Linked DNA regions of Sus scrofa: regions 1 and 3 are each linked to region 2. Evidence: chromatin contacts called from public Hi-C and promoter capture Hi-C data. All regions are on one chromosome and are shown on one strand. The core of a region is the stretch at or near the end of the contact, and the rest is flanking DNA. Distances in the headings are between cores, read along the strand shown. Region 1 holds the start of SYF2 (pre-mRNA-splicing factor SYF2). Region 2 has its middle 32 kb from the start of LDLRAP1. Region 3 overlaps MAN1C1 (mannosyl-oligosaccharide 1,2-alpha-mannosidase IC).

Region 1 (3,931 bases), core at 584-3,083, 160 kb after region 2:
TTTGTTTTTGTCTTTTTAGTGCCTTATCAGCAGCATATGGAGGTTCCTAGGCTAGGGAACTGAAACCTGAGACCTTCTGGTGCAGGGCTTGCACCTCGACCTCTCTTTGAGCAACAGCATACAAAGAAACTATAGGGGATTAAAAATAACTGGGGCAAATTGTGAACAAGATACAAAAAGACCAAAAACTCAACTGCCACTTCTGAGGTGTTGGGAGCAAAAGCAGAGTACTGTGCATGATCCCTGCACACAGCGCCACCAAGGGGCTGGGCCGACCACCTAGGCAGCCCCTTCAGCGGGGACACATGGATCAGCTCCTACCCTCACCCCAAATAAAGGACCAGCTCCCTGTCCCCCTCAGGGAACAAGCAAGGGCACCTATTTCTCGTTTTCACTCCTTCCTGCTGCAGTACAAATCCTAATAAAAGTCATGCCTGAATTTCTCATCTGTCCTCTTATCAATTTCTACTGATTACACAGTCTAAGAACCCTGGTCATTAATACTACCCGCAATATTTGTTTTGTTGTTGGTTGTTTTGGTTTTTTTTAGGGCCGCACCCAAGGCATTGGAGGTTCCCAGGCTAGGGGTCCAATCGGAGTTACAGCTGCTGGCCTATATACCACAGCTCACGGCAACACCAGATCCTTAACCCACTGAGTGAGGCCAGGGATCGAACCCGTGTCCTCATGGATACTAGTTGGGTTCGTTAACCTCTGAGCCACGACGGGAACTCCGAACTTAAAGATTTTTGTCATGGTATTTTCCAGTTCCAAAAAACAAAAACAATAACCCACTGAGATTCTGACAGAATAACATCACATTTATACTGAGATACCCTTGTACTATTATGTTTATATTTTGTCTTCCAACCAGAAATCCCTTCGTTATTAATGGAAATTTAACTTTTTTTTTTTCTTCTGTCTTTTTGCATTTTCTTGAGCCACTCCTACGGCATATGGAGGTTCCCAGGCTAAGGGTCTAATCGGAGCTGTAGCCACCAGCCTATGCCAGAGCCACAGCAACGCAGGATCCGAGCTGTATCTGCGCCCCACACCACAGCTCACGGCAATGCCGGATCCTTAACCCACTGAGCAAGGCTGGGGAACGAACCTGCAACCTCATGGTTCCTAGTGAGATTCGTTAACCATTGCGCCACGGCGGGAACTCCCTGGAAATTTAACTTTCTGTATTTCAAATTATTTCATTTCTTTCTTCCGGCTATCATTCAAATCTTATATCTAGGTATCTTTTCATTTGGAGGATTACTTTTTCATTTCCACCTCTAATTAAGTTTTAGTGAAGAAAAAATATTTTCGTATATTCCTCCTGTTTCCAGAATCTTACCGAATTATATTAATATCTTCAACTCTTATTAATTCTGGCTCAGTCTCCCTGCTAGGCACGGAAGAAGGAACAGGACGGGACAGGCCCTGCTCTCCTGCAGTTTATAACGTTGGGGGAAAAGAAAAAAGAACAGATGAGAAAAATATCTTAAAATACTGCCATATGACGGTCCCTAGGGCCTACGCGAAACAGCGTCGTCAGGGAAGACCTGCTTCGGAGGAGGTGACACGGAAGCTAAGCGCTAAAGGGAAAGCCCTTTCCGTTGAAGAGTACAATACACAGTTGAGGCGACTTTGCACCGTACCCCCATTAGGCCATTCCTACCCAGTCAATCTTTCCGCAACACTTCACACCCTTTTCCAACTCGCCCCTCCCCGTCCCCGGGCCTTTTGCGGCTGCGCAAGGCCTTGCCCAATAGAAAACCTCTCACGTCTGAAAGAGGCAAAGATTCGTCCCAATTGCCTGAGGCTTCCTGGAAGGGGCGGGACTTACGCTAGTTACTAACCTGTACTGACGCGGCAGTCCAAAGGCTGGCGGAAGTGCTCCGAGTTGTTGCCGGAAGTGGGAAAGGAAAGGCTGTAATGGCGGCTGCTACTCTGGTCGAGAAGGTAAGTGACGCCGGCCTTACCCAGGGGTTTTAGTTAGGGCGCCGGTGGTTGGCAAGGGCGAGAGGTGGAGGAGATGCTTGTGTTTCAGACTAGGAAAGTACAGCTACTGTGGGGTCTGGGTCGGCTCTGAGCTTCCGGCCTGGTGGGACTTGTGGGGAATCGCTTGGGCCTTCCGGGAAGAAGTCGAACTGGCCCCACTCTAGCCTGTCCTCCTCGCTGTAGGTGCCGGGGAACGGCGCAGAAGAGCAGCAGCCCCCACTGGGGCCCGAGGAGCTAGCCGCCCAGAAGCGCGAACAGAGACTGCGCAAATTCCGGGAACTGCATCTGAAGCGGGTGAGTAGCCAGAGAGGCCCGCTGAGACCTTTTACCCGGCCGGGGCCGTGCGCGTTTCTGGAGGGACGAGGAGGCCGCGCCCGCGCGTGTGACAGGCCCGCAGGGCAGGATAAAAGTTCCGTTCCGGTAGTTCTCAACCCTCGCAGTACATTGGAGTCACTTTTGGAAAGGGACATGCTCTCTCCAGCCCTCCTCCCACCCACATCTGTTTTAACTTAGTTGGGCTGGTTTGGGCATTTATCTTACTAACAACCTCCCTGCTGTGTGATTTGTATAAACTCTTCATTGTATCTAGGGAAATATATATGGAAGAAACTCGTCCATGTTAGCAAGAGTTGGTTGTCGCTTCATTGAAAAGTACTCAGCAAATCTCGGAAAGTCTGTAGGGTCAGTAGTTCAGCTAGTTGGTGGGGAACCAGATGAGTAAGATAAGGCCTCTGTTCTTAAGTCGAGGAGAGAATTTTCTGGCTAGAAATTACACTGTTGTTAAAAAATTATATTGTAAATATTGTTAAAAAATATATGTTGTAAAATTGAGATAGGAACAAAGAACCTTGGGAGTGCAGAGGAGGAGATATTGTTGCAGTTTGGGGGACCTCAGGGAGTGTCTCCTATAAGAGATGACACCTAAACTACTGCTTGAAAGATGAGTAAGATATTAACATAAAAATGAAATGTCCAAAATATTTACACAAAGGCGGAGTTCCCATTGTGGCTCAGTGGTTAACAAATCCGTCTAGGAACCAAGAGGTTGTGAGTTTGATCCCTGGCCTTGCTCAGTGGGTTAAGGATCTGGCGTTGCCCTGAGCTGTGGTGTGGGGCGCAGATACAGCTTGGATCCCGCGTTTCTGTGGCTGTGGCGTAGGCCAGCAGCTACTTCTCCGATTCTACCCCCTAGCCTGGAAACCTCCATATGCTGCAGGAGCGGCCCTAGAAATGGCAGAAAGACAAAAACAAAACCAAAATATGTACACAAAGGGAAGAAATGCAATGGAAGAGAATTCATATCTGAGATAGGAGTCCAGCAAACAATTGGCTACAGTTGGAGCCAAGAAACAAAAAAGCATTTCTTGACTGTTTCAACTCAGTGGCCTGACAGCTTTGCCATGGTTTCATAAAACTCCCAACATCACTCTATCACTCTATCAGAGTGTAACAAAAACAAGACTGTGCCAACCACAGAAATGACCACACAGCACCTTCTTCTGCTAACACCAGTGACAAGTACAACTAGTCTCACTCAGTTACCTTGGCTCCTATATGAAAACTAAAGATACCAATCATAGAATGTCCTGGCTTTCTTACAGTGCCTGATTCAGAGCAGAGTCATGCTTCTTTAAACCTTGTCCCCCTAGTCACCCAATACAAACTCAAACCCTGAAAATAGCTCCTTCTAACATCCTCTCACTGAAATGCCTACAGTTCTCCATGGTTTGCTGTTTCCTTGAGTGCAACACACACACCCCTTTGACTACATGTGTCTTTTCAACTGGAGGGCATTGCCAGAGCAAAGAAGAGTGAGTGATGGTTATTGAGAAGAATCTCTCTCTTTACCTAGAAAAATTTAATAAAGAAAAAACAGGCTTAAATATTTACTCGGGAGTGTGTAAAGAACATGTGGTTGGAAATTAAGAGACATGTCTTC
Region 2 (4,096 bases), core at 428-2,927:
GCTGGCACTGGAGGTGAGAGGGCCTCTTGCTAAGACCGCATGTGCCCTCTAGTGGCAGCCAGAGGGGCTGGCTGCAGGCAGGGCTGGGCCCCAGGGCCCAGCCTTGCTCTCCAGTCAGTGATTCCCACAGGGGGTCCCAGGGACGAAGCCTTACCTGGGAACTTGTTCAAAACCCGGATGTTCACGTTCTCTCCCAACCCTCCTGAATCAGAATCTCCGAGGGTGGGGGCGCGGCAATTTACATTTTAACAAGCCATTAAGCAGGCACTTCTGATGAACCCTAAAGTTTGAGAACCACTGTTTTAGGTAAATGTGGGCCTGGTACCAGATAATGTGCCAAAACAGCACAAGTTCTGAGGACAAAGGGGAAGGGAATGTTGAAAAGCCGACTCTGCTGACAACACCGCCGGCCAAACACACCTCATTGAAGTCCCCGCCAGAAGGTGTCTGGAGGCTTGCAGAGCTTCGGAACAGGGGCAGAATGGACCATGGCCCAGAGGAAACCTGTCTGAGCTTCTTGGATGGGGCTTAAAAGGCCACACCATGTTGATGCTAAGCCTGGGATTCTTAGGACAGAGATCAGAGGTATAATGGCAGATGATTCCAGAACCCTAGCAAGCCCATCCTGAGGGAATAAAAAGAACGAACTTCAGGCAGAGGCAGAGGAATGAAAGGCAAACACTGAAGTAGGACTAAAGCAGGAACAAAGTAAGCCCAAAGAAGAAGGGAGCCAAGAAAAGAAATGTGGTTCCCTTGGGCAAATGGATCAGTCTTTAAGCAGGTACCTTCCTGGAGAAGGATTTCTGTTTTACAATTTGAAGACTGTCAAAATGAAAAAGCCCCACACTGAGGTCAGGTGCAGTGGTGCCAGCACTTGGGGAAATCGGGTCTGAGGCGCCACTTGGCTAAAAACGGCTAGGCCCCCAGCAGCTTCCAGCAGTGAGGTTTTCCTGATGGAGACGTGATTGTTCTCAGGGCATCCAGCTGTTTAGGAAATCTTCGCACCTGGCAAAGTCAAGCAGGAGTTTGTAGAGACAAATCAAGCAAAACAAGGCTTCAGCAGCAACTCGAGACAGGCAGATGGAAGATGTCACGGTGAATATTCCACTTCAAATTTTCTCCTCTCCTAGAAAGAGTTCTGTTTATACTGTCATTCGAATAGTATGATTGCAGGGGTGTTCTGATCCAGGTAAGACACCGTATTTCAGGTTACATGTCTAATCTATTAATTAACTATATTCATTCAGTAAGTATTCATTGAGCACATGCTACGTGGCAGTCATTGCTCTAGGTTCTGGGGTTATAGCAGTAAATAAACAAGCAAAAATTCCTGCCTTTGTAGAGTTTACATTGTAATGGAGGGGAGAGACAACAAAAGCAGGAAAATGTGTAACATTTGAGATTTCCATCTCCAGCTTGCCCCTCATCAATTAAGCTCTTAATTTTTGAAGCTTTGTCTGCTTTTGAGTGTTGGCTGCTTCTGAACTAGCAGAGAGGGACAGTGTTGAGTCTTCGAATTAGGAAAGTCAGCTCAGGTTGGGGCTTCTAAACTATGCATAAACAACTGAATCACCTGGAGACATTGAAGCGGGGCAGGCCCGAGGTGTGGACCACACTGGTGAGGAGCTCCCCAGGGAGTCAGGCCGCAGAGGGCGGGGCGGGGCTTGCTGGGAACTCGGATTCCAGGCAGGCCCCGCCTCACCACCACTGCCAGCTTCAGCCCCTGACCTCGCCATTGGAGGCCCTGGCTGGCAGAGCCTGTTTGTCGTCACTTCACCTAATTCCCACAGCAGCTCCTTCTGCAGTCAGGGCAGCCAGGAACAATTCTCCTTCTTAAAGGTGAGGAAACAGCCCCCACCCCAGAGAGGTTAAGGGGAGGGGGTCACAGATTGCTGGGGCACAGCAGGGAGCAGACTCCCATCCACAGGGCTTGGCTAGGCCTGGAGCAGACGAGGAGCTTTGCAGAGGGGAGAGGCAGGCCTGTGAAGAAACCTGCTCAGCAGTCAGCATCACTGAGTCACAGCCAAGGAGGCATCTCGAGAACTCAGGGGCTCCTTATCCTAGCCAGGTCTAGCTACTGCGGCCCACCTGAAAACAGCTGCCTGGCTGGCCTTCACTGCATTCATTGGCTTTAAGGTGGGTTTCCGGTTTACCTCCTCACCTCCCTTTGGCGTGGTGTGAATTTTGCCAGAAGCAACCTGAGAGCAGTTGTGAGGCATGTTCAGCCCATCCAGGTGGCCTTGCACAGCCCGGTTAATACAGCCCAGGGAGCCTGGGGAACTGGGAGGGCAGAAGGACTCTGCCCTGCCTTCAGGCTGGGAGCCTGAGGAACCGTTCATTCTCATCTTGTGAGATGTCTTGGAAAGATGCTGAGGGAAGGGGCACACAACAGGTATTTCCTTCTGTCAAGTTAGGAGATGTCATCAAAGAGGTTATTCAGCCAAAGCACACGCAGTCCATTCTTTCCTTAGCTATTTAACCATCCAGAATGGCAAATCCTGTTTTATGGCATGTAATAAATTATATTGTACTAAAAGGGAACCATTTTATGATGGGCCTAAAATAACACAAACAACTGGAGAGCTCTTTGGTGGAAAAGAACATGACAGTGAGAATGCTGGAGGCAGACACATGCCTTCAGGGAAGGCGAAGGCAAATGCCAGGCCGAGGAGGTTCCCCAGGGAGCGCTGCTCCCAGTATCAAGTGTGGTGTGTCTGCAAGCGCCTCAACGGCCCAGACTCAGGAAGGCTATCCAGCCACAGGGACAGGGGGTGAGGTGCCAAGAGCAGTATTTTCCAAAACTGAAGCCAAGATCAATTGTAACAAAGGCCGAGAGAGGCAGCTGGCTTCTCAGAGGACAAAAACAAAGCCTCTAGAAACAAGGGAGGACTACCGAAGAGGTTACCTGCGAGGGCAGTTCAGGATCTGTGACACATAGGAAACCCAATAGGGTGCTGGTCACAAAGCAGCCCGACGAGATTCTGGAAAATGGGAAGGAAACTGGCTCTCAAAAATGTCTCACCAACTACCTCCAACCCCACCCCTAACTGGCTTTTTTTAGAAAAGGAAGGTCAGACCAGAAAACAAGTCAGTCTTGGTTCTAAACAGATGCCAGAGAGAAAGGAAGAGGGAGGGGGGAGGGGAAGGAGGAAAGGCGGGGAAGGAAGAGGGAGGGAGGATTGAGAATGGATCCACCCTATGTTAAGACTAGAACTAAAACTACCTGAGCCCCTGGTGGACTCACCCCAAATCCTGTACCTGCGCCCGCCCGCTGCACGGGACACTGCCACTGAAGTGGGTGCTGAAATGAGGACAGAGCAGGAGTGAGAATCCAAGGCCCGAGCTCAACAGTCTACCTTGACGTGCCCTCCTGAAAAGTTAAAAAGGCAGAAAACTAGTTTATCTGTAAGAAAATGTTTATTCTTTTGAACCCCACAGGAAAAAAAAAAAAAAAAGAATGCAGCCAAGACCAAGTATTTAACCAAAATAGTGTCCCAAAAGGCAGCAAAATGGGGGAAACCTCAACACAAAGTCAGTGACAATTTTCCATGTTTTTGCACAAAGATGAAAAAAAATCTATGACAATTCTGAATAACACTTTCATGGTGACAATTACACAAGATGATTCAAAAATGCAAAATGGCAGCAACATGCACACCTGGCTAAAGCTAGAAGTTTTTAATCCCAAAATAAGATCTGTGATTAAAAGGATGATTCTTTTAATACTTCTATTTTGCTGACTTGCTTGTCCTACTTAATTTGCTTTAAATGAGACATACATGCCAATTAACAGGAAATTTTAGAAGAACTATGTCCTTCCAGAATCCATGGCAAGGAAGCAAAACCAATCTATTTGGTTCCTTAATTTTCCTAGTTTCCAAATACAATTTTGCTTTGCCCCTCCCTCTCCCAGTCCCACCCTCCACCCCCCACCCTGATTCTTAAACACTTCCAAGGCTTGCCAGTGCAAACACTTTTCTACCAATGTATAATATACACTTGAAACCAAAATCTTTGTGCGGTTTTGAGATTTAAACTCTTTAAAAAAACAAACAAACAAACAAACAAAAAAAAACCCTTCTTGGCACAAGAACTG
Region 3 (3,859 bases), core at 83-2,582, 190 kb before region 2:
TACCAGGCTTGGCCCCTGCCTCGGGGCCTTAGAATCTTGTCCTGGAAATAAAGGCTGAGAAAATGGAGCAGTTTTCCACATCACAGACTGGATAGCAGAGTGACGAAGACGACATTCCCATGAGGGACAGCCAGGGCCTGGCTGGTAGAGGACGGTGACGGGGCGGGGGAGGAGCTTGCTTGGTGCCATCTGGAGGGCTTCCGAAGAGATGGCAGCCTCCAATCAACTCCTTCTGAGTACAGTCATTGCAGGCAGCAGCAATTTCTTTTAGGGACTAGAGGGTAGCTTAAGAGGAGCAATTGTTTCTTCAGTGTCCTCCTTGCATAGGCTCAAAGCATTGAGACACAGGGGCTCCAACTTCCCCCAGTGAACACAAGAGCTTGCTGACAGGCGCCGCGGGCCCCACTTGAGTCTGAAGCACGGCTTTGTGGCCCCCCTCTCCCGCATTCAGAGTTCACATTTAATCTCCTTAATTAGTGCTTCCCTAGCTGCTCACTCGTGTTGACTTTGCAGGCAGAGAATCCTTGTGAAACCCAAACACTTAACCGCCTCTCTAGACTGGGCAAGGTCTAATAAATTAAAAAAAGGCATGGCCCGGAAAAGGATGGGAGGGAGATCCAGGAGAAGTTGGAGGTTAAAGACCCATTTCCAGAAGGGAGGGTTTGCCAGGAAGAGTGGAGGGAGGGAAGGGTGGGGGCACGCGGACGCTTTGCAATCCAGAGGCACGTGTCCTGGGATGGCTTTGGCACTTGGGTTGAAGTGAATTTCCAGAGTGTCAATCCTTCCTACACTTAGGGATTAGTAGGCAAACGTACTCAAAGCCAAACAAAGTTGATCTTTTCCTGGTTTATCCTGGCTGCCTCCCCTGTAGGTGTCCAAGGCTGAACACAGTTCAAGGGAACTCCTTACCCGCCTGAGGTGCCCAGGCCTTGGGGCATTGATGGGCCACATGTGGACAGAGGCTGAGAGAGTCCTGGTGTCCATACTCCTGGCTCTGAAGCCAGGCCCTCTTCCTGTTAACCACGGGGCCTCAAACCTGACTTCTTAAAGGCCTGGAGGGGTTTCTGAGATCCCACTCCCTTACCCCTAAATTTCATAGATGAGGACCCCAGGGAGGTCCCGCCCCAGATAAGACTGAGGGAGGCGTGGAGCCCCAGCCAGGGCCCAGTGTGGTGTGTTTTCCACAAGGAAAGGGGCCTTCAATTCCCCGTGAAGACAATTTCAGCTCTGCTTGCTAACCCCTCCCCCGCAGGGGCAGGAGGCTGCTCTGACCAGTGAAGAGGAGCCCAGGCTGTGTGTCCTTCAAGGCCAAGGGAGGGGAGGCCCGGAGTATCTGATTTCTGAATCCTGCCCCAGGCTGCCTGGTGTTTTCACCCCACGGGCCCTCTGTCCCCTGGGCCGACCCTGAGCCCAGAGTCCCCACGGCCTCAGCTGGGCCGGGAGGGCAGCCAGGGCACCTCATGACCAGCTATCCTTCCTAAACACTCCCGAGGCAGCTCGCTAAGAGATCTGTTGGCAAGTTCTGCCCCTGCTCTTGGGTTCCTGAGGCCTCCTCTCCTCCCCGCCCCCGCCCCCTCCCCAACACGGCTAGGCTGCAGGCCAGGAAGTCACTTATTGGAACGCTTTTTCTTTCAGGCCAGGGGTTACCTGGCGGCCAGGCTGGGCAGGAGAGAAGGCCCTATCCTGGATTCAACTCTATCTGCACCTGCAGCGGCCTGGGGAGCTCCCCGGGGGAAAAAGACACTTGCCCATTCAGTAAACAGACCCCCAACGGGCACGGACAGTCAGGCAGCCCGCCTGGAAGCTTTGGTTCCTGGGTCTGGAACCCTCGCTGTGCACAAAGGACCCCCGCTCCCTCCCCTTCCTGACAGGCAGGAGGCAGTGAGATCTGTTAAAAGAACACATCTTTGGGTTCAAATCCGGACTTGGGCCAGCAACACATTTGTTGTCAGTGTTAAAGTTCTCACCTGTAAAATGAGGTGAAGACCACTGGGCTGGGGTACTAGGGAGCCACTGAGGGTTCCTGAGCTGGTGGGTAACGGTATCATATAATACATCTGATAAAGACATCTACACATGCCTGGCACAGAGTAAGTGCTTGACAAATCAATTCATTGTTCTTATCTCTGGGGGTCCTTAGCTCCCCTTGAAACACTGGCCTGGCCAGGGAGATGCTGATTCAAATCCTGGCTCAATTATGCATAAGCTGTGTACAAGCGCAAGTCACTATACCTCACTGAGCCCCATTTTTCTCATCTGCAAAATGGAAATTATAGTAGGACCCACCTCGTAAGGCTGCTGGGAGGGATAAATGGGGCAGTGGATGGAAAGGAGGTAGCACAACGTTGGGTACATGTGAGCTTGCCCCCATAAACAGAAGCTGGTCCTGGGCAGCCCTTCCACAACGGCTTCTGGGGTCGCTGAGACTTTGTGATGCTCCTGCAGTATGGCTTTTCCCCACCCTGTAGGGCAGTGTGGGCATGAGGCGCAGCTTGCAAAAGCCTTGGCCGAAATTAAGGGAAAAGCGTCATATGGGTCCCACCTGCATCTGCTGCTGAGCCTTTGTACCCCTGACTTGAATGTGCCCCTGCCTCTGAAAGGGTCTACCTACTTCCAGGACCCCTCCCTTCCACTCCAATTCACCCTGTACACTGTCCCTGACCTGTCTTCCTAAAACCAGATCCACTGTGCCCCTCCCCGGCTCAGGAACCTGCAATGGCTTCTCAATACCCATGCACTAAGTACACGGTAGTGGTCAAGCCTTTTGGGCTTCAAAGGATCTGGCTAATATCACCTCCCAACAAGCTCTGCTTCCTGGACACAGGCTGCACGCTCCAGCCTCCCTACCCCTGCACATATGGTCTTGCCAACAAGACTTCTTTGTGCATCCGGGCATAGACAAAACCTATACCTTCTTCAAGGCCTCCTCCCGGCAGCCTTCCCTGATTGCAGCCAGCCAACCTCCTGCCCAGAGAGCTCCCAAAGCACTTTCTCAGGCGTCCCGCTCAGTGTTCTCCATTCCCACTCTGCACTGTGGAGCTGTCTCGCCCCCTAACTAGACAGTGAGCTCCTTGAGGTCAAAGGTTCCCACCACCTCTCTTGCACCCCTTCCCTGCCTTACCTCCAAGCAACCACAAGGGCCAGAGCCCTCAACCCCAACGGGCCACTCGCCATTCCCTGCAACCTCAGCAGATGCCTCGACTTCAGTGACTGCTACAAAGTCTGCTAGGATCGCCTTCCCCATGCCACCTTCTCCCGTGCGGGCTAGAGCCCACCCCAGCGCCTCCTGGTCCAGGAAGCCATTGTGGTCCTCTGCTTGAGGTCTGCATGGAGTCTCTCCCTCCCTGAGAAGTCTTCCCCAGCCCTCAGGGCCCACCCTCTGTGCCCCTACCCTGTGCACCCTCATCCCCAAGAGAAGTGCTCCTGTCCTCATCACACTATAAAGGAGGCATCCATTTACTGTCCCTGTCCTCGTAATAGCAGGGGCTCAGCCTGCAGCAGATTGGTCTCCATGCTCAAGAGCCAGCTGCTGAGTGAGAGGGGGAGGCAGCAGGCCTGGAGACCACGCTGGCCCATCTCTGGAGCCTGTCCTAACTCCCTGGCATCATGCTCGCTCTGTGCTGGGTCTTGGCGTTCAGGATGCCACTCTTCATCTTCCCAGTGCCAGCTTCTTCCCAGTCCTTTTTGCTGGTCCTTTCTCCCATCCAGGCCCCGAAAGCCTGGGGTCCCTGGGGCTCTGTCCTTGGGCCTCTTCTCTGCTTTCCTTCCGTCCCTTGGTGATTCAATCTTGTCTCACAGCTTAAATGCCATCACCTGCCGATGATGCCCAGATTTATATTTCCGGCCAAGACCTTGACCT

Evidence for each region. Promoter capture Hi-C pulls out the DNA fragments that hold promoters and counts their contacts. A called contact is a pair of places that touch in the nucleus more often than the background predicts.
Region 1: a contact with region 2 is called in a promoter capture Hi-C map of fetal liver, with 2.9 times the contacts expected there. The contact joins the promoter of SYF2 here to the enhancer-like site in region 2. A contact is called at or near these places in 2 of 5 promoter capture datasets (fetal liver and liver), 9 of 47 Hi-C or Micro-C datasets (alveolar macrophages, embryonic fibroblasts, fetal heart ventricle and 6 more) and 2 of 2 datasets of contacts at active chromatin or transcription factors (alveolar macrophages and skeletal muscle).
Region 3: a Hi-C map of mesenteric adipose tissue shows a contact between it and region 2, with 1.5 times the contacts expected there. The contact joins two enhancer-like sites. A contact is called at or near these places in 7 of 47 Hi-C or Micro-C datasets (alveolar macrophages, embryonic fibroblasts, mesenteric adipose tissue and 2 more) and 1 of 2 datasets of contacts at active chromatin or transcription factors (skeletal muscle).

The regions. Positions count from the first base shown.
Region 1 is chr6:82,841,386-82,845,316 of Sscrofa11.1, reverse strand. It overlaps SYF2 (pre-mRNA-splicing factor SYF2), which reads left to right and starts at 1,833. Exons shown (of 7, transcript XM_021095593.1): 1 at 1,833-1,953; 2 at 2,176-2,286. The coding sequence starts at 1,927.
Region 2 is chr6:82,996,457-83,000,552 of Sscrofa11.1, reverse strand. No RefSeq gene overlaps it. Among named protein-coding and RNA genes, the nearest start is that of LDLRAP1, 32 kb to the left of the region's middle. Within about 2 kb of position 1,677, at least 22 of the 83 cell types and tissues checked have an H3K27ac peak or open chromatin away from gene starts, as enhancers often do. A contact at or near this core is called in fetal liver, liver, mesenteric adipose tissue and 3 more, where this site is marked.
Region 3 is chr6:83,189,969-83,193,827 of Sscrofa11.1, reverse strand. All of the region lies in intron 2 of MAN1C1 (mannosyl-oligosaccharide 1,2-alpha-mannosidase IC), which reads right to left. Among named protein-coding and RNA genes, the nearest start is that of SELENON, 55 kb to the left of the region's middle. Within about 2 kb of position 1,332, at least 23 of the 83 cell types and tissues checked have an H3K27ac peak or open chromatin away from gene starts, as enhancers often do. A contact at or near this core is called in mesenteric adipose tissue and skeletal muscle, where this site is marked.